Regions from separate parts of the Mus musculus genome. Here region 1 is linked to region 2. A link is a contact called in public Hi-C data. All regions are on one chromosome and are shown on one strand. The core of a region is the stretch at or near the end of the contact, and the rest is flanking DNA. Distances in the headings are between cores, read along the strand shown. Region 1 has its middle 36 kb from the start of Gm42263. Region 2 holds the start of Fut9 (fucosyltransferase 9).

Region 1 (5,545 bases), core at 224-2,723, 90 kb before region 2:
GCCAGGTGTGTGTCAAGAGTGTCCCTGAATGGAAGCTCAGAAATGTCATTATATGAAGGTGTGAAAATGAAGTCAGGGTTATGTTTGTGCCTCTTAGATGTAGGATGCCAGGGTCATGGGATACATGACTAGGAGAGCTTGCTAATAGGGTGTGGAACAAACCCAAGAGAGAAAAGTGCCTTCCCAGTCAACAAAACTGAAAGAAAGTGGAGCTCAGATGAGTGTGTTGACATCAGACATGAAGATGCAAAATTTGAAGTTTGCTCTTCAGTTTGGGCCAGTATTTCCTCACTGTATGTCTTTCTTTCTTCCTCTCTTTCTCTCTCTCTCTCTCTCTCTCTCTCTCTCTCTCTCTCTCTCTCTCTCTCTCTCTCTCTCTCTCTTTCTTTTTTAATGGTGTTGTACTGTTAATGTGTACTTTTGGAAGCATATGATTTGATATTTGTTTTTATTATCATTTTGTGGTTTTGTTATCATTTTGGTTTGGTTTGGTTTTGATTTTTTTTTGTTTTTTCCTGTTTTTTGTTTGTTTGTTTTGATTTTACAGAGGGTTACTGTTGGGAGACTGTCATGAGTCTCAGAAGAGACTTTGAGCATTGGACTTTTAAACAGTCATATCAAAATGCAAAAATGTATGCAGTCTGACTTCAAAAGTCCCCATCCACAGTCTACTATATTTTGATATGGCTTCAAGGCTATGGGGATAGAGAGGAAATGTAGTGGTTTGAATAAGAATTCTCCCCATAGGTTCTTGTATTTGAATGTTTACAGAGTGGCACTATTTGTTGGAGAAAGTGTGACCATTTTTGACATTGTAGAATTCTCAGCTTCTTCTGCAGTACCATGTCTGCCTGAATGATGCCATGTTCCTCACCATGATTAAAATTGACTAAACCTCTGAAAGTGTAAGTAAATACCAATTAAACGCATTTATTTTTAGTGAGAGTTGTTGTTGTTATTGTTTCTCTTCACAGCAATACAACATGCACTAAGACAGCCATTATCTCAGCCTCTAATTTATTCCTTACAATCGCATGAATGGCCAGGCAACTGCCCCCAGCCCATGCTTACTGATAATTTCGAACCTAGTCCACTACTCCCCAGATTTACTAAATTTCCTCCAAATCATTAACTGTTTTCAAGACAACTAACTCTTTGCACAGTGGGCTCCATTTATCAAATAGGCATGCTAGCCCATCCCACAGAGATGGATGTTGTTCCCTCAAGCTTGCCAGCAGTAGTTTCCTATCATGAGACACATAGCTTCAAGACCCATGCATTCAGTCCTCTGCTATTCAACTTTAGTTCTATTTTGTTCCATTTCAATTGCCAATTATATTGTATTACAAACTGTTCCTGGGAGACATGAACCAAAGCCAACATTTCTCAGCTAGAGAAATGAAAACAATCCAATGTTCAGAGACTGGCAGAGGTCAACTTTAGAGATTTATGGGAGTTGCTTACATAAAGGTGGATGAGGGGTTACTTACAGGAATAGAGATTGTCTCAAAGATAGCCACATAACCAAACCCATCCCAGCATTAGTTACAGCTCACAGAAGTTGGGAACCAAGAGAGTGTTTCACTGCCCAAATGAATAGATCAACAGATTAAAGACTGTGCTTTTCAGATGGCACAGTTGGTCTGAGCTTCTTTCACAGCTCAGTTGGTCTTTGTTTCTTCCAGAGAGCTCCATGCAGTCCCAGGTTTGTCTAGAAAACGTATTTGTTCTGTGGCTTGTCTAAGAATGACTCTCAACATTTGTTTATATATTCTTAGAGAGGATTTGTCCAAATAATATATCTGGTCAGTTTCAGGAACTTTTTGGAAAACAATTGAACTTTTGACTTCCTTGTTTCCTGTCTTTCTACAGAAAATACACTTTCTACTCAGTGTCAGAGTTATCTGCTATATAACACTCAGCATTTCTTCTTTTTGACAACTAGAATGCAAGAGAAACATGATTTCATGTGTTGAAAATATCATAATAGCCTGATAGTGGTGGTGCATGCCTTTAATCCCAGCACTTGGGAGGCAGAGGCAGGTGGATTTCTGAGTTCAAGGCCAGCCTGGTTTATAGAGTGAGTTTCCGGACAGCCAGGGCTACACAGAGAAACCCTGTCTCAAACCCCGCCCCCCAAAAGGAAAATATCATAATTAAAATGACTGTCTCATTTCACAGATAAAATATTGAAAGCTGACCTATTAGCAAATAGTTTCTATCCTTTCATCCACTCCAAAACACACTAGCCAAGAACAAAGTGGGCACTTTAAAGTTTTGAGGTGCTTTTAATATAGAACCCACTCTGAAGAATATCTGTACTGTTAAGTTAATCCTAAGAGTTTCTGTATTCCCAATAGAGTCTATTTTGCAGTAATCGTAAACAATTTTACATGATCACTGCTGCGGAACTGCTAGACCACGTGATTAGCATCTAGTATTATGAGCCAAATTGAGATTACTACCCTATTGGCCTAGGACTATAAATTCTTAAGACATATGAAAACCCATAGACTTTTGTGAAAGCCATTGTCTAAATTGTCATATGTATCAACTGTGAAACCTTTTTGTTTCTTTGCCATTTGAAACCATTCTATTTATAATGACCTGATTTTGTACCAGCCCCATTTCAGAGTATTTTAATCTATAAGCCTGACTTAAAACATATCTATGATTTAAAATTAAAATTAGAGTAAAATTTTCACTTGATTACTATTATTGTACATAATTTGCAATCTCTTCCCCCAGCTAGATTCGTTTTGTCATTAATAACTCAGGTTTTGACTTCACTACCCTTTAACACAGTTTTCTTTCTTTCTAACCCCTGGAAATTTAAAATTATTGAAAATTACAGTGTTCAGAATCTGAAAAAGATAAATAAGTATGATTCTGTCTACCAGAAAACATCTATTCAAATTCTGAGCAGAGTCCTTGGATCAGCGATATGGTATCTTTAAATGTACATGAAATCAGAAGGGAACAACTGAAGTCTCAGATTTTAAAATATGAAAGAATTAATCACTAATTGGCAATTATTTCTATCTATTTTGGTGTTACCTAACATGTGTTAAAACTAGCCACAATTCAAAAATACATACATCGAAATAGAACTTCTTGCAATACACTAGCAAGATTTTATCGAAAGGACCCAGATGTAGCTGTCTCTTGTGAGACTATGCCGGGGCCTAGCAAACATAGAAGTGGATGCCCACAGTCAGCTAATGGATGGATCACAGGGCTCCCAATGGAGGAGCTAGAGAAAGTACCCAAGGAGCTAAAGGGATCTGCAACCCTATAGGTGGATCAACATTATGAACTAACCAGTACCCCGGGACTCTTGACTCTAGCCGCATATGTATCAAAAGATGGCCTAGTCGGCCATCACTGGAAAGAGAGGCCCATTGGACACACAAACTTTATATGCCCCAGAACAGGGGAACGCCAGGGCCAAAAAGGGGGAGTGGGCGGGTAGGGGAGTGGGGGTGGGTGGGTATGGGGGACTTTTGGTATAGCATTGGAAATGTAAATGAGCTAAATACCTAATAAAAAATGGAAAGAAAAAAAAAAAAAGAACTTCTTGCAAAATATTCTTTTTACCGCAATCACAAACTGACACTATTGAAATCTAAAATGACAAGAAAAAATTATCACTAGTGTTTCTTGTTTTATCTTTCTTTAATTTCAGCATTTTCCAGCTTGTATATAAGGCTAGGTTGGGAGAGTAGCAAGGGCAACCTCGTGCTGGTCTGTGGTCTGTGCTAAACAGTGGCCAGGCAGGACCTACCAGCTCTAAGGGAGGGAAACTCCTCCATAAGAAAAAAGCTGAGGTTTCAAAAGCATGAAATAAAACCTGTTTGCTTTTCATGCCCTGTTCTCTGCCTATTAAGTCTTAAATGCAAACACACCTTCAGGACCTGCCTTGGAGACTTAAAAAGTGACTGGGGAATGTTACTTACATTTTTAAAGCCTACTTTTAGTGGGGGTTCTTAAATGCTTTCACCTCCCTTCTAGCTCATCAACCACCAGAGGTAGTGGAAAGGATAGGTTATTAGGATGCAGGGGAAGTGGACCTGTTTAGAAATATTTCTTTGGAGCAAACATATACCAGCAACCCAGTTGAGGAATTTCAGGATAGCAAACAGGAATCAACAGTGATGGCATGACCTAATAAAAATAGGCAGGCCTCAGCCCAAATGGCACAGGTTATCAGGTTATCAGAAGCGATTAGGACCATCTGGGATGCCAGGAGAAGTTCTCTGCTCTGACTGTCTCAGTGAAGGTATGACTTGAGAACAAAAAACTTTGTAAAGCTACCTTTACTAGTGTAAAGTCTTTCTTTACTTTTCACTGGGTCCTATTTATACTCCCTCCAAACACCACATGTCCTCTCATGAGTCTTGCCTTATCATGGGAGTAATTCTGTGTTGGCAAAGCTCTGTGTGAGTCTGTATCAGCTGACATTCTGCCAATACACCTGAATCCCAGGATATGGAGCTACAACAAACAGAGCTCATCAAGGCAATGTAAGGTGAACCAATCCATATGTGTGTGTCATTAGCTAAAAATCCTTTCTTGTGCATCCTTCTACATGTTTGTCTTAGCAAAACATCCTTTCACTTGTGTGCTTCAGAAAAGCATCCCTTCATGTGTCTGCCCCACCTAAACACCATCGAACATAACTGGCTTTCCAAAAGAAATTGCAAATTTTTGCTTCAAGGGGAAATTACAACATCAGAGAAGAAGTGAGAGGGAGTTGAGGGAAATCAAGAGAGATCTCATGAACTGTAACTGAATTCCTTGGCTCACCTTCAAAGTTCACAAACCAGTTTACACTGTAAACAGGGTTTGCAATGTAAACATCATTACAGAACTATGAGAGACTGAACTACAAGAAGCCTCCATGCAGTCTCATGGTGTCAGCTGCTAAAACAGATATGACGCTGCTCTGGACAGCAGCACAGTAACTTCAAGGTTTGAGTTAAAAGTTAAGTAAGAAACCATAAAAGTCACTTAGAACAAATATGTCCACCCCAACTCAGTTAGATTCCATTTTAAAAAGTAAAACCATATTCTTTTTCAATACACCAAGATTTATAACTAATATTTTTAAAAAATTCATCTGAAAGAATCTGAAGAATAAAAAGCAACAAGAAAATTCAAATCATGATGGAAATACCATCACATGATGTCACAGACCAACCAAACTTAGCAATGCCCAACAAACTCGGTCACCTACAGAACAATCAGAAACAAATAGTGCTTGAATTTTAGTACATGGAACGTTCACTTGACAAAAAAAAATCAGTTGATGTAGTTTTATAAAACAATTTTCATTTCCTATTATTTCCTGTAGGAAGGTGGTCATTTCAAACACTAGTACACTTCCTTACTTGCACAGCGCTATTTTGTTCCATTACAAAGGCAAGAGTGGAGAATGTATGTCTCTATCAGAATAAAGGCACTTTACCCTCAAGAATATTACTTTTATGACAAATTTGTTCTCCAGTAACATGAGTCATTCTTGAGTCATAATCTCTTTGCTTTG
Region 2 (6,382 bases), core at 22-2,521:
ACATGCACACACACACACACACACATGCACACACACACACACATGCACACACACACACACACACACACACACACACACACACACACCCCAGAACTTCCTTTCTCCAGTGCTCTGCTAAGAAGTACAGGGATACTTACTGTATCATTTGAAGAGAGTTTAACTAGACTACTTTTTCTACCTGTATCATTACACACATCATCCACTTGCTTCCTGTCTGCTGCCTATTTCCAATCAGAATGCGAAGATTATGAAACAAAATCAAGGTTCACAGAAATCAGTCAGCGATACTCTGATTGTCGTTATATTTACTAAATGTGTGAATTTATTCCTTGATTCTTGAGTGTAAGAGGAGCCCCTAAATATACTTTCTATATGTATTTGAATCGTAGTCTAAAAGTAAATTTCGAGGATTGACTTGTAGTCCAACAAAATAAACAAAAACTTTGCAAAGTGGAGCTCTATCTATCTATCTATCTATCTATCCATCCATCTATCCTTTCTTTCTCTCTCTTCCTTCTTCCTTCCTTCCTTCCTTCCTTCCTTCCTTCTTTCCTTCCTACCTTTCTTTCTGTCTTTCTATCTATCCATCCATGTATCTATCTATCCATCTATCTTTCTATGTGTCTATCTACCTATGAATTTATATTTTAATGTTGCTTACAGAGAAGAGTCAATTCTGAGCACAACACTGCCCTTCACATTTACAACCTTCCCAAATCACTGAGAATTTGGTTCCAGACAATCTGCCCCTCCTATTTTAGTTTAATTTTAATCACCCCCCAACCTGACCCCGGACTTTAGCTGGTCAACCCCAGTGAAGAACAAACACAGGCAGCAGATACAAGGGACTGGAGAAGGTTGCCTGCATTGAGCTCCCTGCTGTCGCCTTCTGGCTGGACAGTCCGTGCCAAATAGCGCCTGGGGGGTGGGGGTGGGGGACAGCAATAAGGAACTGACAGAAGCGGTTGCTGCAAGTCCACAGTTTGACCTAAAAGGAGAGTGGAGGAGGGTGGCAGACTAAGAGTCTGCATATCGGAGACGCAGCAATGGAACCAGTGGCTATGTGTGCGCGCACAGGTGCCACAGGCCTGGAGAGCAATGCTGTGTCTCTGCAGCCTCCCGACTCAACACACGCGGTGGCTTGCTGAAACTGCATCCGCAGCCGAGCGTGGGTACTCCCAGGCACAGTCACCGGAGGAAGAGCCAAAGGAAAGGGCGCGAAGGGGGTTAGCATGGAGCGGCAGGGTATTGGGGCAAGACCCACAGGCTCATTTTGGAGCTCCTCTGGTGGGAACCTGTACCCGGCTGCTATGCTCCTCCCTTCTCTTCCCAACTCTCGGTGATCATCTCCATCTCCCCTCGCGCATCCCTTCCCCCCTCCCTGCTTTCTTTGCTCTCCCTCCCTGCCGCGTGCCTGCTCCCCTCCCCCTCTCCTGGCTGCTCTGGGCAGCAGCAACCTCGGCAGCCCGGGAGATGGGAAGAGAGCGCGCGGGGCGCTGCAGCTCTGGAGCCCTGGATCTTTCCTCACCCGGTGCCTTGAGACCCCGCCGCCGCTCTCGCCTCTTGGCTACCCCCGGACTCCGGCTACGCTACTAGGACAGCGCCGCCACCACCGCCAGCCCTCGTCCCGCCCGCGCCGCGCTGCCCTCCCGCGCCCTGGATGGAGCTTTCCCTCGCTGGGATCGGTGAGTACCAGAGACTCTAGGGGGTCAGGCACAGGACTGAGCGCCCACCGTACATCGTTAGATGAGGCACCCCGACCACCTGCTGGGTACCCTCCTGGCACAGGTCCCCGGGGACATTTGGTTTTAACTCAACCAGCTTGGAACTTGAACCCTTTCTCTTCCAGAGATAGCTGCTTGTACATCTTAGTCCCTTGTCACCCTCCTGCCCTCCCGCTGCTACCCTCATTCCCCGGGCAGATAGCCTTCTCCTGGTGTCACTTCAAAGAGAGTCATTGCTGCCCTTGTTGTCCCCAGGTTTTTGTGAATTCTGTCTTCTGCCTAGCGCTCGGACCTAGGTTTCTCCACAAAGTCCTCCTCTGACCCACCTTCCCTCAAAGCCTGACCACAGAGTCATTGGTCCTGCCATCCCGTTCCTCCTCAGAGACTTAGTGAATGCTGACCTCATTGCTTCCACATGATGCTGTCTTGAAGCTTTTCTGACACTCACCTCCAAACCCACACTGACACGCGGTGTGTTCTGTTTATTGTGTCTCTGCACCTGGGCTATTAAGGTGATAATCAACCATGGAAAGAGGACAAAAACAGGAAATCTTTTGGGACTAAACTTTTTGTCATTGTTTCAAAGTGCCCAACTATTTACATCGCTTAGATTCCTTCTTGTCTGAGGGCTTGTCCGCTGAGCACAAGGAAGGGCCCATATTATTTTACCTGTTATCACAGAATCTACCTTTTTTTCAGGTTTAGAGCAGAGCACCTTACACAGTCCAGCTGTGAATCTCCCTAAGCTACGCCACCAAATCTCGGCGGCAACTTTTAAGGATAGGCAGCTTTTTTAAAAAGAGGTGGAACCAGACATACCGTTTACAATCGCTTTATTATTGTTGTTATGATTTTAAATTTCAATAAGTTAAAGCCCTTATTTCCTTTGTGTTTATTGACCTAAGAGCGGAAGGTTGTACAGAGAACTTCCACACCACGCGCTTCAGGGGCGGTGTAGGTGTAGTCTCTAGCTATCCTAATGAGTTTCCTGAATGCAGCAGACCTTCCTGCTGGAATCAGGCTTATCATTTGTGGTTAGCTTGAACAAAAATAAGCATTGTGTTCAAAGAGTGAATCTGACGGGGAGTGGAGGGTTCCTGTGAACAGGAAAGGAGGTGATTTAAATACTAAAATTTGTATTCAAGATTCCTCTGTGCTGTAGTGAAAAGCAAGATCCCATACAACTTATGATTTACATTCAAACAACTTGTAAAATATTGTGTGGCGGCATCTTACTGCACAGACGTGAACATAGGGTTAATGTTTAAGGAAAATTGGGAGTATTCAAAGAAATGTAAGAAACTTTGAAGGGGAATACCCTATTTAAGAATGGACTGTGTGAATAAGTGTTTTGATATTACTGTAAGCAATTTAGGGGGAATGAGACTTGACTTGCCATTCTCCTGTTTGCAGTTGGTGGAGAGGATGATGTTTTCAGTCCTCTTCTTGGACAGGCGATTCTCCCTCTATATAAAATAGAAAGGGAAATTTGATCAAATATACGATGAGTTTGTTTACCAATGATTACCTTTAAAATCCCACCTTTCCCATTGTCAAGCATTTTATTTCACTTTGCTTTCTTGGTAGTCCTTGTCTCAGGGCAGGAGCAAAGTGACCAGCAGTGGTTTTCAGCAAATGTGTTCAGCTGCACCAAAATTCACGAGGGCCAGGTGTACTACTGTTGGTTTCCTAAATACAGAAATTTGCCTAATTAACCTTACTGTTGGACTAAGAAAAATACTCAAAACTATGTATTTAAGTTTGCAACTGCTGCAGACATTCACATATGGCATGCCGAGTGGACAATAGGCGACTTAGAAGATGAATTAAAGAATCTTTTAAATTTCCCTCTGGAGATATTTGTATTTTGTTTAGCAATAGGGTAATTGGTATGTACAGTATATCCAGCAATAATGAGTCTTCACTGAATAGATACGTCACAGTTGAACGAAGCAGAGCTTGGAGTAATGCTGAATGCTCTGTTTTTGTGGTAAGCAGAAGTTGAGATCAAAGCATTCTAACAGCATTGTAGTTTATGTCAAAATATTAACACTGCCTAAGAATCATCTATGAACATGAAAATGAATTTCTCATAAAATAGAGCAGAGGTTCTTGTTATGGATTCTTATACAGAAGTCAAAACCCTTCTGGATTTAAAGGTCCTGTAGTTAGGAAGACTCTGCAAAATCATCAAATATAACAGATGAAGAGACAGGAACACCAGTATTGGAATGGTGCATTGGTGAGTGTGTGATGCTCTTCTTTACATTGCTACCAAGAGGACAGGTGTAAAGTCAATATTTGCCTTGGCAAAGGGGATTAGCAGTTGTGTAAATGACACAGGAATTTCATCAACAAGTTGCCTTTAGTCCATGCATGGTTTTACTGAGAATGTAAGGTGAAGAGATAAAGGCTGAGGGAGATGACGAACATGGGGTGAAAATAAAGAACCTGTGACCACCAGCTTGAAACTTACCCAGATGACGATAACTGAGCACAATCCCTAAAGTTTTAGGTAGTAGCTGTTTCCCAATGTGATTTTTCAGAAGCCTCCTTTTTTTTTTTTAGGAAAAAAAACTAACACAACATTTTCTCCTTTTTATGAAGTGATTATTTCTAGAATCTGAGATGCAAAGGCAAACTCATGTAATCTGTCTAAGTGAACTGAGTTCTAAACAAATTTAAAACCAAGACTTTGGACAAGGAATGTATAAACTAATGCTTAAATTTACAATGTTTGATGGAGGTAAATATCTCATGCTGGCGAATTTACATTGGTGAACATCTTACTCGATTTTATGTACATTTACATATGATTTAATTCACAAAAGTCTGTATATTAAAACACAAACATTTTCTTAGCTGAAAAAGCAGCCAATGGAATGGATAGCAAGTCATTATATAAGCGCTTTTTTTTGTAGGTTTTTTTTTTTTTTAGCTTCAGTATATACAGTAATATTTAACAACAAGCCTTCTTAGAAAACAAAGAGTGATCATTTCTATGCTAGCTTCCTGTCTCAACCACAGTCTCACAGGTTTTGAGGACGTGTGATTATGACTTCTACATAATGGAGTCTCATGTTTCATTCCTGTAATTCTGGTGTTTGGGAGACTTGAGACTGGAAGGATATCCTTTCAAAGTTAACCTGGGCTGTACTGGGAATCACTCATTCAAAATGACAAAAGGAAAGCTCAAACCGACAAAAGACATTTAAATTTTGTGCTGGGGCTTGTGGCTACTGGAGACCCACTTCCATTCATTTTATTGCAAATGGATGACACTGAAGTTAGGTGTGGATGGGAGAATTTGAAGGGCATTCTGCTTCTGTTATTTGAATCATGATTTACCCAAGGTTCCTAAGTAATTACCAGATTCAGAATTGGATTCCGGGCTTACTCTTTTCATACTGTATCTGTTTTTCCAGAGTATAAAAACAAGCCCCCTCGTTGTTTCTGAGAAAGGTAATGCAGGATAATTCAGTTTCAGTATGAAAGAAAATGGGCAGATAAACAACCAAAGGTTTGGTGCTGCTTCAGGGTCATCTCAATGCTTCAACTTTACTCAGCATAGTTGATGGTACGCAGTCTTCCCGACACTTAATTGGTCACTTTCTTCTTAAAGCTTGGGAAACACTTTAAAAATCTTCCAGTTACAAGGCTACTTAATATAGCCATTATTTTTTTCACTTCTTGTTATTAATTGTATATCATACAGTGTAAGTTTCTTTTATAGTAATATTATACCACAGATGTTTTTCATTTTAACTGGATTGAAACACATTCCCCTAAGTAGATGTTGGCTTCTTTAGGCATGGAACAGAAATGAATTTGGCGTTTCACTGGTCTGTTTCCAGTGAAATCCTTGCTTCACTGCAAAGAGAGTTTACATATTGGTGTGCTTACTTTCTACTTTGCTGCTTGTCTCCTATAGACTGTGTAGCTTGGGGAGTTGGGGAAGAAAAATATGTTTCACAAAGTTCAAGACCACATCCTGGCATCTGTAAATTTATTTTCATCAATATGGGGCCATGAAAAAAATAAACGAATATGTTAATGAGACGCCATCCTTATTGCTGGCTCAATACTAAAGTGCCAGAGGCATTCTTGAACATGGAGGCTCATCACTGCCATCTTCCCATGGAAAAAGAATGAATTACTGTGTGTAGATAACTGAGTCTTATCACTTGGACCACTATTGCTTCATCTAAATGTGGCTAGATTGGAGTTATTGAAGAGAATTCGTTATGCTGAATTGCTTGGTAGCTTGCTCGACAGATGAGGGACCATGTCTTAAGGGTTCCTTGTTAAAGGAGTTGATCTTAAAACCACTCAAGATGGAGATGTGTCTAACAAGAGAATTGTATTTTTAAGGTTTCCGTGACCTAATTTCTTTGCAGCGCATTTCAGTCTTCATTAACTGAGATCTTACTATACTGTATGATCTGATCTGATGAATACAGACACATGAAAGCGTATGATATAGACTCTGACTTCAAACACATGACAGTTTAGCTGGATCGGCTGGATACGCAGCATGTAAGTGAAAAGGAGTGCTGAAATCCAGACTGCTCTTAACCCAGGACTGCCCAAACTTCTTGAACAGATGATCCAAGAAAAAAATGAAGAGAACACAACACAGGCATATCTTCATTGTGTCT

The links. Hi-C and Micro-C count contacts between places; a contact is called where the count stands out from the background.
Region 1: a contact with region 2 is called in a Hi-C map of uterus, with 2.6 times the contacts expected there. The contact joins the enhancer-like site here to the promoter of Fut9 in region 2. A contact is called at or near these places in 4 of 39 promoter capture datasets (embryonic stem cells, hippocampal neurons, liver and 1 more), 2 of 484 Hi-C or Micro-C datasets (both in uterus), 2 of 115 datasets of contacts at active chromatin or transcription factors (a colorectal cancer cell line and embryonic stem cells) and 2 of 9 other capture datasets (adipose tissue and liver).

What each region holds. Positions count from the first base shown.
Region 1 is chr4:25,886,374-25,891,918 of GRCm38.p6, reverse strand. No RefSeq gene overlaps it. Among named protein-coding and RNA genes, the nearest start is that of Gm42263, 36 kb to the right of the region's middle. Within about 2 kb of position 1,473, at least 2 of the 459 cell types and tissues checked have an H3K27ac peak or open chromatin away from gene starts, as enhancers often do. A contact at or near this core is called in uterus, where this site is marked.
Region 2 is chr4:25,794,892-25,801,273 of GRCm38.p6, reverse strand. Fut9 (fucosyltransferase 9) reads left to right here and starts at 1,271. Exons shown (of 3, transcript NM_010243.3): 1 at 1,271-1,685.